Linked DNA regions of Anser cygnoides: region 2 is linked to region 1. A link is a contact called in public Hi-C data. All regions are on one chromosome and are shown on one strand. The core of a region is the stretch at or near the end of the contact, and the rest is flanking DNA. Distances in the headings are between cores, read along the strand shown.

Evidence for each region. Hi-C and Micro-C count contacts between places; a contact is called where the count stands out from the background.
Region 2: a Hi-C map of liver shows a contact between it and region 1, with 2.6 times the contacts expected there. The contact joins two enhancer-like sites. A contact is called at or near these places in 2 of 7 Hi-C or Micro-C datasets (both in liver).

Annotation. Positions count from the first base shown.
Region 1 is chr4:59,904,855-59,912,159 of Taihu_goose_T2T_genome, reverse strand. It overlaps SORBS2 (sorbin and SH3 domain containing 2), which reads left to right. Exons shown (of 28, transcript XM_066996226.1): 8 at 3,289-3,768. Among named protein-coding and RNA genes, the nearest start is that of PDLIM3, 79 kb to the right of the region's middle. Within about 2 kb of position 3,574, at least 2 of the 3 cell types and tissues checked have open chromatin away from gene starts, as enhancers often do. A contact at or near this core is called in liver, where this site is marked.
Region 2 is chr4:60,054,393-60,060,841 of Taihu_goose_T2T_genome, reverse strand. No RefSeq gene overlaps it. Among named protein-coding and RNA genes, the nearest start is that of TLR3, 9.5 kb to the left of the region's middle. Within about 2 kb of position 1,886, at least 2 of the 3 cell types and tissues checked have open chromatin away from gene starts, as enhancers often do. A contact at or near this core is called in liver, where this site is marked.

The DNA.
Region 1 (7,305 bases), core at 2,325-4,824:
ACTGTTGAAGCAAGGCCAGTACTTTGGTGTCATGAGTAACCTTGCAGCACTCCACAAATCTTGTGTTAATATGATAGAGGACAAAACCTGTTCTCGGGTCGCCTGTCTACTTCACGTGAATTGGGTGGAAACTGTATGCTTCAGGCATGACATTTTAATATTTGGTGGAAGGTGAACATTTCTGAAGACCAGCTGAAAGCTGTGCTTAAGACTTTGAATTTGTTCCAAGACAGTGTTGATATTTATTTCTCAAGTGTTGCTCCACAGCCCAAGATAATTATGTAGTCTAATGTTTCATCATTCTAATAGATGAAATACTTGTTTGACAGTTAATCCAAATGACTTCTTATAGCATTTCTTGGGCTATGAAAATAACAAAACCTAATTTGAAGCACACTGGATGGAACTGGTATTAAAAGTTGAGGTTTTTTGAATGTATTCAACCTTGTTTTTCTCATATTTTTCGCAGTGGTGAAGAATATGGCTTACCAGTAGCCAAATGTATCTGCTATTTAGTGCTTGCCAGCACTCCATGTTGAAAAAGACCAGTTTTTTCAATGGTTTAAACAGTTTGCTTTTTTAAAAAAAAATATTGTTTTCAGCCACCTTTTCAGCCACTCTTTGCCAGAGTGATGATTACACCTATGACAGAGTTCTGGAACCAGCCAGAATACTCAAGTTTTTCCCTTCAAAGCTGAGAAACTTCATATTGGGAAACAGTACCTAGAATGGCTGCATGCCTTCTACCAATGTTGTAAGAATCATAACATTATATTTTATTTAAGAATTTGGCTTGATGAAATCAGCTATCATTTGCCAAGCACAATGTATTTAATTATTTAAGAATTCCATTTCACTTGCTCTCTGGATGCACCCTGAATATCTTTCCTTGTGTTGTCCATCCTTACTTTTCTCAAGCATGCAGGAAATCATCTCAGTTTGAAGCTAGCAAGCTTACCAGGTTTCTTGAGTCTCCAAAGTTGCCTTTTATTTTAACAATTCAGAGATCAATTTAGTTATGGTAGCTCAGTCATGCAGCTTTTCTTCTGGGGATGCTGAGAGGATATCTGGTCTCAAGAACTTCAGAGTTTCATACACATAATTGCTTTATCTCCTGGTTTGTGTCATTCACTAGAGATATTGAATTGTGACTTGGATGTTGAAATACATCATGAAGGATAGTTATGTTTTACCTTTATGTGTCTAACAGTGAGGTGAAATTACTGTTATATGTGTTGTTAAATGCATAGATCTTTAGCCCCTGATATGTTATGCTCTATGACCAGCTGTTTCACAACATTTTATGATTGCTTTTCATTATATTTTAATTTGAATATTTGAAGTTTAAGTGTTTATTTAATTTGATATTTGATGTTTCCATTGGCAAATTAGCTATCTCTAAAAATGTTATTTCTTTTTACAGTCATCCACTTGATTATTGATTTTTCTAAATAAGTAATTTGTTTAAAGTTACTATATAAAAAGATTTTTTTTAAGGTTTAGATTTCAAACATTGCTTACTGAAATCAGATTATATCTGATAAATAAGATTTTAATTTTAAGCTGTTTGATTATGTGTGGTTTTGTTTTATTTGTTTGTTTTTACTGTTTTAACTGCAAATTTTAACAGTAGGTTTTGGCTATTTTTGTATATTCGATAGGTCCAGTAATGCCAAACAGTTCTTTCAAACCATTTGGAACAAGTGTTGGGTATCTCTTCGTATGCTGAAAATCCTTTTCTGAAATGCTTATTCATAGGAATGGTCCTGTTGACCTCACCAAGATTATTTGTGTAACTTTTAGTTGATCTCAGCAAGGATTATGGAACTGGACCCCCAGTGATCTCTCACAAGTGGCAAAAGCTGGGTTGTGTTCCAAGTCTTCTATAAGGGTTTTACAAGATATTTTCAGATTGTGGATTAAAATGCCAAAATGGCATTTTAATCTGATGGTTTGAAACATTTTTGAATGATTAGAGTTAAAGATGTCTGCATATTCCAAGCACTGGAAAAAAGCATTATCTTCAGTAACAATGTGATATTTATGAGTAAATACTGTTTGTTTGTTTTTAAGTAGTAATTGCTGCATGTGGTATCCTACTGTCCTCTCTTTTAAATAAATTCTAAATCCCAAATGTTCTTGCCCTGCAGCTATTCCAGAGCTTGTCAGCTCTGTCGAAAGTGAAACTACTAGTGCTGAAGTACTTTGATGTATTTCAGAAATTGATGGAAAGCTTGCAGCTGATGGGCAATATAGAAAAAATTGTGCGTCTGATTAACAAAGGCTGGACACCAAGATGTTTTTCATGTATCTTTAATTCAAAAACAATTTGCAGACGCTAAAAGTCAGTTTCAGGACTAGTTTAAAACTGGTGTATTGTGACCGATTTGAAATATCAAAACATAAAGCTTGTAATGTGTGAATTTTCAGAAGCACTCTTTTGAGGATATTCCTTTATGCTTTTAAGGAATGGTGCTGAAGCCAGCCAAGTAGTGTGTTTTGTTTCAGTGCTAAATCATCCCTGTCCTGTTCTCGTGTTCCCAATCATTGTTCTTCCTCGTATTTATACCAGATAGCTTAGCAATCCTTGTGTCCTCTGATGTTGAAAAGGTTGATATACTTACACCTTATCCAGTAGGCTGACAGGGTGCTTCCAGAGTGCTTGGAAATTCCAAGATCATCCAAACGTTATTATCAGTGAGGCAGTGGAGAAGAAGTATTCAATCACAAGAGGAAAAAAATCCACAATCTATTGCTTGTGGGTCATGTGCACATTCAATACTAGCATTTCCATTTAGCTTGCAGTCCTGCCCATCTGTATGTTACAGTTTCAAAATGGTACCCATCCTTTGATTTAAAAAAGGAGTAACATTTATAGAGATCAGGCTCACAGATGCCTTTTTCCTTCTACAAAAAAAAAAAGAGCATGATATTCTCTAGCCTCATATTTATGTATAAGTATAAAATAGCGTGACCCTATTAATATATGGAATATGTTGTGGAATATTCATTCCATATATTCCAATATATGGAATATTCATCCCCAAAACACTGTGGTTTCTGGCATTGCTTCCACTAGTATTTGATGCATTAATTTCTTTCATGTTTTTCTACTTTAATATAGAGTATGGTTGATTTATTTCCTAATCCATGTGAATGTGAACTTCCTAGGCCTGCTGAAAAACGTACACTTTTGTAATTCTCCTACACACAGCAAGAGGCAAAGGGAAACGTTTTTATTCATTTGGTAATCTGTTTCTTTCTTATTTTTTTTCCCTCAAATCTCAGCTTGGAAACCAGAAAGTAACTGCCCCTGTGATGGAGGTAAATGCTTCACAGACACACAGACAAACAGCAACAGAAGCTTCTCCACTGCCTCTTCCTCCTCCTGTGGTACCAGTTAACAGAGCCTCTTTCTCACCAGACAGTGGCACCTATCTAGTACCATATTCTTTGCCAGCGCTTGATGACTTTTTGCCTTCACGCTTTTATAAAACCCCAGCCCTTTCACAATTTTCATATAAATACCCATTCCTAGCTTCTGAAAGTATTATCCACAGGAACGAAACAGCCTCTGTAAGCACAGATTCTGCCATGAGTGAGTGCTCCTCCCGCACAGTGAGTGAGTCCTCCACAGCCATTCTAGATGAGCTGCAGACTTGTAGCTATGATACTACTGACTGCTCTGAAACACCTTCCCCAACCTTGAGCCAGATGTCTGCTGTGTCAGATGGCACCACCTTAACCAACACTGCTGCCACTTCACATGTAATTATCCTTCCTTTTTTCCTCCTCCATTTTGTTCAAACAGGTTGTCAGAGGGGAAAAACAATTCAGACTTGTCTGTTATCCCATTACATAGACGAGTACTCTGTTAGTTTTCTGGGTTCATAGTCTGAAAGTATGTTTTGTAACAGATGTTTAAACAAATAGTTTGCATAGCTGATTTGGTAATAGACAGGGAAGTGGTACCAAGTTGTTGCACGTATATGTGGTCAGCCAAGGTGTACTGAACATTTTGCTTAAAATAAATGAGAGTAAATTCAATAAATATCCATTCCCAATGCATTAAAAGCAAGTGGTCTGTAGCTTTTCTAGAGATATATTTAAAATACTATTAATGATTTACAGGTTTGTGGATTTGGAGCCTCTTGGCTACCACCATTTTTTGGTTTATACTGAGGTAGAGATTTCAATAATGTAACTTGTAAATTTGTAGTAAATGTTGGCAATATTTAACACAGGTTTTTTTCCCCCAGCTATAGCCACTGACTGCATGAAACTGATTTTCTGTCCTCTAACTGACCTTTCCCCCTCTCAAGCACTGTTTCTTACAGGAGTGAACTTCATAAATAATCTTCTAGTATCCGAGTGTCCTGTTACTTTCCTCTCAGTTAACTCACGGAAAAAAACAGCATGCAATTACCTGTTTTATATGTATGTTCATTGTTCTGTACCTTAGTACACTCACGTATGGGTAGAGAGAAGGCATAGAATTTGGGTCAAATCCAGATCACTTTTCTTTTGAAATTATCTGCATGACCAAAATGAGTGAGAACAGAGCCTTCATTAGTATTGAGCAATTTATTGCTGAATTACAAAACTGAGAAATGTTCTGAGACCTTTTACTGGGTAACAACAGCATTTCAACATTGTACAAGTACTTCAGCACGCTACCATTTTCCAGCCTAAACAGAGCACTTGGTAGGCTAAAAAGAACAAACAGTGTATGTATTTTTTTCATTTCAGATATATTTTCTAAAATGTAGTTTTAGCCCAAACTTGCACATAGGAGAGTCAACGATCTGTAGTCAGTTCTGTGATTGATGTTTAAAAAACATTAACAGGCATGTAAAAGCTGGCACTCCTAACTCTTGTAACACAGCTGTGAAGCCTAAAATTTTGCAAAGTGTCAGTACTGTTAATCTGCATACTGTCCAGTAGTTGTAATCAAAGATGCCATGATCAATATAGAGTGGTATGTGTAAATAAGGCACAATCACTGCAGGGCCATCTACTAGCTATGCGAAGCATGGAACATCTATATTTTCTTCTAACCTCCTTCTAAAATAATCAGCTAACTGTATTTGTTTTCTTTGTAAGCTAAAGAGAACAGTCCTTCCTTTCATTCCTTTTTTGGGTAGTCTCCCTGTAAAGGGATCTATTACGGTCAGGTTTGGCCGCCATTTTCTCTCTTAGATATGGCCAGGCAGGGTTGAATGTAACATGGTTCACCACTAATGGACAAGAGAATGGACGAGTCTCCCACCAAAGGACAAAAATTCCTAAACAGTCATAAGAGCCCCACAGAGAGATTAAACTGCTGGCAAGACCCACCTCTACTTTGTGCAAGAGTCTTTGTCTCCATTCCTCTGTACACAAGGGCCAAATGATTGTAAATGTATCTGTGAAATAAGAAAACGAGGGGGAAGCTGGTGGCACACATATACATCTGCTGTTAGTGGCTCTATCCCTGTATTATTTCTGTAATGATCTTCATTCTTAAAGGAGACTCTGGTTCATAGTGTAGATGAAAACCATTGAGAGAGCAATAAAAACAATATAGGATTGTGCCATCCAGCACTGTGCCTACATAAGATGGAGCCACAGTTTCAAAAACCAATTTGAGGATTTTTGTTTATTCTTGACATCCTTAGTCAAGAGAGCTTAGGAAAAAAAGATTTTACAGCTGATTCTCTGAGAAGAAACAGCATCAGTCCCAAAAGCATCTTTAAACTTCTCAAAACTATCTTTTATAGCTAACCCTCCCACCAGTCCAATAAGTATCAGATACATAAATTTAACAGTGACGACAAAATAAAATTTTGCGGGAAAGTAATTAAAAACTAAAAAATTATACTATTTGAGTTGCTGTCCTCTCTAAAACCTTTAGAACCAAACCCAGAAATGTCATATGTGGTCATTCTATGCCTACACTTAACGGTTGATGTCCATCAGCAAATTGTGTGCATCCTGTTTTCATAATACTGTGTACCACTTAGTGTAAGAGCCTTACTGTCTGACTTGGCCATTTGGTAAAGCGCATCACACAAATGTCTTATTTTTTTATTATAGAAGTTCATAGGAGTAGCTTCCTGTTCTACAAAGAACTCACACTGGTTCTTTTTTCTTCAGAGAACCAAATGCCATAGTAAATGAGTAAGAAGGTGTAAGGTTGCAGACATAGCTGCACTCTGTCTTCCCTTGAAACAAGCTCTCCCAAAAAGACAATGTGCAGAAGAGGACAACAGGTGAACCTCTGAACTAGGGTAGAGATGGTTGGCCTCACTGAAGAACCTCAGCTGAAAACATTACTTCATAGCTCTTGAAATGCTGGCCTTGAGCTGATAGAGCGCCAAGTTCTTTTGGAGAATGGTGTGAGAAAAGCCAACTTACTTTTCATTTTGATTTTTGATTTTATTAAGGGAGAAAGTATTTAAACACAAAAGTTTTGATGGAGACATCACCACAACAAAACTTTTGAACTCACTTTTAACAGGCATCCTTAACATGTCAAACCCCTGGAAGCATCTAGGAGTTCACGTGATGCTTGTATAGGAGACAATTCATTTCTCTCTCCTACCTACTGGAGGCTGAAATGTTAAAAAATTACAAATCAAATGAGCAGCCTACCAAACACAAATGTATATAAGAGGTCATGAACTATTTCATTTTCAAATGTAATAATAATATGCTATGGATTTTAATTAGACTTCTGCTATATTAAACTGGGCAGTTTGGAGCGCTCCAGATGTTCAGATTTTAAAAAAGAGTTCTGCATGAAGAGATGTTTTAGAAAGCTTCCCTCCCTTTCACTTCTCTCTCATTTTGTTCAATGTGCTTTCTCACTGTCTCTGTTTTGATCCTTGCACTGCTCCCCATAAATGTGCTACAGCCCAGGCGTGGGGGTTCTAAACCTGGGGCGAGGGAAGCAGATTGTTGTCAGAAGTACCTTTTGTGACTAACGCCCAGCTGGCTTGTGATGCTGTTTTACTGACAGTTTGCTTAGCTCTCCCATTTTATTTATTTGCTATTTGCGGTCATGGCTCGGTTTTGTTTGTAGATTTGTGTGTGTGTGTATCAGTGCCATTTATTTTTGCTGTGATAGATTAGCATAAGCATCCTGTAGTCACTCCAGCTGGCTTCCATTTTCTAAAGCTTTGGCTCCCTCACTTTTGCTACTCCTAAGGAGACTTCTCCCTTCAGTCTGCTCAGTCCCCATTAATATCAATGGGGGTGGAGCATGCGGATCGAGGGAAAGCGTCTGTTGGAGTGAGCGATATATGGCAGGCAGCCTTTGTCACA
Region 2 (6,449 bases), core at 637-3,136, 150 kb before region 1:
GACCACAAACTATTTATCATAACAGTTTTCTGGGAAACAAATCATAAAAAAAATGCAAAAACAGAGCTGCAAGCACTTAAGGCCTTTCTTCTTCTTTTTTTTTTTTTTTTTTTAAACTGACAAAGTATCTGAGATTTTCTCGCCTTCTGATTCAGTTAAGTCTCTATGTGCATACTTTGTTTACTACCATGAGGACAAACGCCTTCCTAAAATGCCCACGACCTGTTTGTCCTTTCTGAATTGTTGTGCTCATTTGTATAAGCAGGCAAATACGGACAGCAAATAAGAAAGTCCCCAGTGTTGGCAGGCTATTTGAATCTGGACGTTTACACTGCTTTCCAAAGCACCTTCAGGACACTCTAGTTATCAAATTGATTCACACATGGTAATGATCATTTGTTTTGAATTTGAAGTATAGTTAGTAGAACATTTTTGGACTTAGATGTCAAGACAGATTTCTGTATTTAAGGACAAGTACTGTGGGAGCAGTGGTGAATAATATGGTTAATATTTCTGTCCCCAAAAAAACCTTACTAGGAGATTCATGTTTGATTGCCACTGAAGATAAGAGCAACATATGTGTGGCAAATAGCCAATATGTGAGTCAGAGGGTATTTAATCATTTGAGGTTCCTATACAATGTAAACCTGTACAGGCCATTTTACAACCCTTTTCTCATTTTTTTTGTATTCTGTAGGTGTTGGTGAAACTTGTTTTCCATTTTACAGAGGACTAGGGCATCTGCAGTCATCTGCAATACCACATTATTATTTGGATGCACAAATATAGCTATCAGGAATCAACAGCTCAAGAATCTATTTTTTCAGTTCTTCCTACGAGATTTTTGTCACCTGTATTGAAAACGAACTGACCATGAAGTGTACAGCTTTATCAGCTTCCCTAAACACACTACTGTATTGCAATTTACTCCATTCTTTTGCTCCTTTCAGATAGCTGTTATAGGCAGGTGGGAATTGTGTGAATTAATTTTAGTATCCATGAATTTTCATAGCACCTGACAACCTTAAACCTTGGACATTACCACAATGTTAGTGTTAGCTGAAAGATTAAAATTTGACATGTTAAAAAATATATGCGAAAGAACCAGAAGACAAGCTCCACTCTTCCTCAGTCCAAGAATACTTCAAAGTACACAAGAGCAATGCCCTGGTTCACCTCAGGATGGTCGGACATACCTAAAAGCACACATAAAAGTCAGAAGCAAATAGTGCGTCTTTGAGCTACACTGTTTAACCTCCTTATAATTTCTGCTTCTAAGGCCACTACAAAGGACAAAAATATTTTTTTCTTCCCAAAAGGATTTATTCTGTATCTTTCCTATAAGTTGCAAATAAAATTACTTCTATCAAGAAGCAAGATGATCCACAGGACAGTTCTGTAACTTGTCCACCTTGTAGATCAAGTAAAAGGTGAATTACAAAAATCAAAAATGAGGGAAGCAAACTATTTATACAGGCTTTTAAAAATAGAGGGGGGGGGGCTCAAATCTTTTCTGTCTCTTGTGACCTGGATGATTTTTGCAAGTATGAATAATTAACAGAAAAAAATAATGACTTTTTATGGAATCTTGGATTTAACAGTAAAATACCTCAAAATAAGGCCTTCTCAATAGGTAATTTTTACTCGTAAGTTAAACAAGTAGAAGAAAGACTGCTGCACCCATAGAACAGCACATTTCAATAGTATTGCCAACTGCGACCATTACATAAACATGTTTTGGATCCCTAGAAAACCTGAACTTGGCTTTAAATTGACCTTATATCAGAAGTAAAATTTTGGGATAAGAACATGTTATTACTTTTGCATGTTAATCCAATGAACGTGTCGGCCAGATGGCTCTGACATAAGTATGGCAGCCAAGGACTCGCCCTCCAAGCAAGCTGAGATTGTTCCAGGAAAAAAAATAAATAAATAAATAAAAGATTCTCAGAGCTGTAACTTTAAACACTAAGTAGGAACCAGCAAGAAAGCTACAAATCAGGAATACCACAAACACACAAAAATGAATGTTTTTCCTATGTTTCATAATTTCTCGTTTTTAAACTTTCCTCATGCCTCCTGTTACAGAGACGCCTGCTCGTACATTCTCAGAGCAACTATTCAAAAGCAATTTCTCTCCATCTGAAGCCATGCTCCTCGCAATACTGACAAGGTCAGTGAGGTCCACAGGAAGTTATTTGCTGAGTAAGTGCTGGTCACGCAATTTACAGCTGCTTGGATGGGCAGTTTTAATTTACAGCATAGTTTTCCAAGTTGCCAACTTGTTCTAGGGAGAAATCACCTGAAAAATTCCAATCACAGCTCCATTGTATCCTCCCCATATGTGAGAATATTACCCAGCTTTAATACCAGATACAAATAGGATTATGCTTTTACATGTCATGAACTCACAAAGGAAGTAGTGCCCACTTTATGTAATTACAGACAATTTTCATTCCTGTCATGGAACATGAGATGAAGAAATATGAGGTAGGAGAGCTCTCAAAGCCATTCGGGAAATAATTGAAGGAATGATTAGCGCTGCTGCACAGAAAAGATCTCCTTAATCATTTGGATACAGAACGTATCATGGCTCTTTAAAAACACTTACAGTAGACATTACAACACTGTTCTCTGTGAGTTATCCTGTCCTTTTCACAGAAGTTTTACATCAACAGCTTTGAAATTTAAAAAGGGGGAAAAAAGAAGGTCAAAGGATATCAAAAAAGTTATTTGTTCTCTTAAGCAAATAAAACATTGTGTGCACAAATACATTCCTCTAGAGTGCCTGGAAACACATCACGGAAAAGTTCCCTAATAAAGTGATCATATTATTCATTAACATTTAAAAACTCTTCCAGCATACTGCTCTGTGGTATGTTCTCAGCCTGCTTTGCAGCAGTTAAGAAAAAGGTCCAAGGTTCATAGGGGAGGGCTTGTAAGCAGCTCACAAACAATGTGCTTGAAATTCCTTGCTTTTGTAGCAGGAGTGCAAAACTACAGTTGAATAATTAAGCTATTGAAGTAGGATTTATGCCGAAAAGACTAATTTGTAAGCTGTGCCCAAAGCGTCTGGGTTTGAAGTGATTTGCATATTTCTTCCTTTGGTATTCTAGGAATGCTATGGGAAACTTGCTACCCCAGGTCTCAGCAATAGGTTTCTCATGCATACCTTTCCAAACTTGTCTTTGAAAACATGAAAAACGAGAGTGTGACAAGCAGCATTATATTCATGTAGCATATGAATACAGGTATTCATGCAACTGGAAGCAAACATGAAATTTCTTGCAACATACAATGAGATTCTGTTTTATCTAGGTTACATTAAAAATTAATCCTAATGATTTATGCAAAAGCATAAGGGGTCTGATAAACATAAATAATGAAATCTAGCCACAGAAATGTTTATTTGCCAAGATAAAAGGCAAGCTTTGTACCTCTGAAATAAGAAACACTAGTGATGACAGTGCACAGAATGGAGGGCAGCCCTGGGCATTTCCCCTGCACACATTTATTTAGTGTGCAAGTACATACCCTGTTCTTCTAACTCAAACTGAGCAAAAACCAAACAAAACAACAACAAGAAACTATCTGTGACACTTCACTATTCACATTATATTCCTCCTTTGCATAATAAATTCATTATTTTAAGAATGGGAAGTCATTAAGCTATCAACTTACATTCCTCATCCATATGAAATTACTTTTAAATGCTAGTTTAAGGAACGTACATAAATTATGGCAGAAGTGTTCATCTGGATCAAGTCCAATGGTATTGAATGAGAAAGATAATGCAATATGGTGGCTATTTAGATTAAGTAATAAAGATGAGCAAACAAGCACTAGAGAAGACCCTGTTAGACGCGTCACCAATTTTTACTGCAATGCACACATCCTGACCTAACTTACTTCGGAGTTTGATATTTTATAGCTTGTTGTTTGTTTGTTTTTGTTTTAGCAGAGTTTATTTCTTGTTTCATAACTGCGCAAGCAATTATTTTTGCATCCCTTACACAGACCAAAGCGGAATCCTTTGAAGGAGAATGGAAGATATGCTGCTTCTCTAAGGGGCAACTGAGCACGCTTAAGGGAAAAAGTTCAGGACACTGCAGGCTGTACAACTATATTAAAGAGGCCCAGCAGGCATCCTGTGCTGCCTCACTGCACTGGCCTTCCAAGGACCAGGAGCAGCCATCTCCTCTAGGACCCAGTAGCATAAAGGACAATGCACGCAGTCATCTTCAGTAAGCTCTTGATACCTGCTAAAGAGAGACCCCTGCCATCACCTCTACCCACTACCAACACTTTGTGTTTCAACAAACTGCTACAGATCCAGATTGTCAAGAAGGATGAAACTACACATCCTTAACTTCAAAGCATAACATCCTTAAATTAGTCCTCTTTGAAAAATTATCATAGTAAGCCTTATGCTGTAAACGACCTTATAACTGAAGTAAATTAAACCGTTAGCTTGTTAAAAGCGTGAAACACTTTTTCCTCTGCATCTAAAACACATCTTGAATGCTTCAGTTTTCTTGCTAATCAGTATTTTTGATTTCAGAATTGTCTAGAAAAGATATTTTTACCAAGGTTATGACCATGTTTGCCTGCAGATGAGAGCCACATAACAGAATCCACTTCAGTGCAGCCTGTAAAGTGCTTTGGTGTTTTGGATTGCAGTACATGGGGCTGCATTGTTTTTTCTTTTTTTTTTTTTTTTTTAAATCAGTCAGCACATTTTTCACATAAATAATTATGTCATTAAGTTTTCCATGCTTTTTTTGAACAGCTTACCACTGAAAAGAATTTAGGCTCTGAGATAAGAACAGCCATCTCATATCTTAATAGCAATGCAAACATATTAAGTCTTCTCCATCTACTCAAAACTGCTTTGTAATATCATTGGAAATATGTTTCGTCAAATTTGACCTGCTTACCTAGCTAGTTTTTAGACTCAACTCATTTGGATACAATAGATACTATTGAAGTGACATAAAGCAAATAATGCTTTCACTTAAAACTATAAAGCAACCTCTGATTTTTTGACAATGGTCAAATGAAACACTGCCTTGTACAAAGAAGAGATGAAACTAAACTATGCAGATGCACGTACACAAGAACAATTTTCATCAGGCCTAAGAACAAATATGGAAAGTGAAGATGGGAGAAGAGTGGCACTCCAAATAATTCTGAGTAGAGGCAAGAGCCTAAGCTCATTACCAACAGCTGCATGAGGAACAGGCAGCTAAGGAAAGAAGTCCAAGCACAACATTCCACCAGCAGCTTAGAAAGAAAACATGATTATACAAAAGTTTGAGGAAACTTTTTACACAAGGCATATAAATTATGTAACTTCATAACACACAGAACTAGCCTCTGTAGTCAATCATAACAGAAGCGTTCTTAGTGTATATTCAACCTCTGCATTTCTAGTTCTTCAAACCTATTTGGAAGCAAACACCCTGAAACAGAGACTGATTTTAGAATTCCTAAAAAGGACTTGTTTTCTTGGGTCATTTTAATGCTGGTGTTTAGATTAACATAACCTTTGCAGAAGCCGTAAGTCCATCATATGGGTTGGAAAGACATAGTCAAAGATCATTTCCTTAATCCCATTGCTTGAATGGATTTCATCAGGGTCAAGGCAAGAATCCAAAAGTACATACCAACAATGCCATCCACTTACAGCGCTGTACAAGTAAGGCTTCAGAAAATAAAATCTGTAAGAAACGTTTGTTTCAAAAACTATCAGCCTTCACATGAACATATCTTGTGGGAAGTGACAGGTGAATGCAAGGCAGAAGGAGGACCAAGTGACTGCTCATAAGTACACAAACTCATCTTACATCTCTACTTACGATCTTCAATTTCAGGCTGCAGTTTTTAGAGTTGGCAAGTCTATGACCCATTTTTCTGATTCTCGGCATCTTTCCCAAAAGCCCAAGCCATGTTGCCTTATGAAACCTAATGCAAATTCACAGAACAGCAGAAGTACCTCACTAGAAGTACTTAAGGCCAATCCCGATACACCAATATGATTTGCAAAGTCCCAAGGGAATTATTAAGTCCTGCACCTGAGGAATAACCCCATGTATCTATATACACAGGGATCCATTTGGATGGAAAGCAGCATGGCAGGAAAGGACTTGGATGTCTTGGTGGAGAAGTTGCACAGAAGCCAGAAACATCCCTGGCTGCATTAGAAAGAGGATTTCCAGCAGGCTGAGGATGACCATTCCCCTCTTCTCAGCCTTTCTGAGACCACCTCTGGAGTGTGGTGTACAGTTTGTGCTCCCTGGGTACAAGACAGACATACAAGAGCAAGTCCACTGGAAGCAACTAAGGGACTGGAGTGTTTTTCATATGAGGCTGAGAGCACTACAATCATTTAGCCTGAGAAGAGAACAATCAGGGCAGATCTCAGTGTGGATAAGTATCTGATCGGAGGA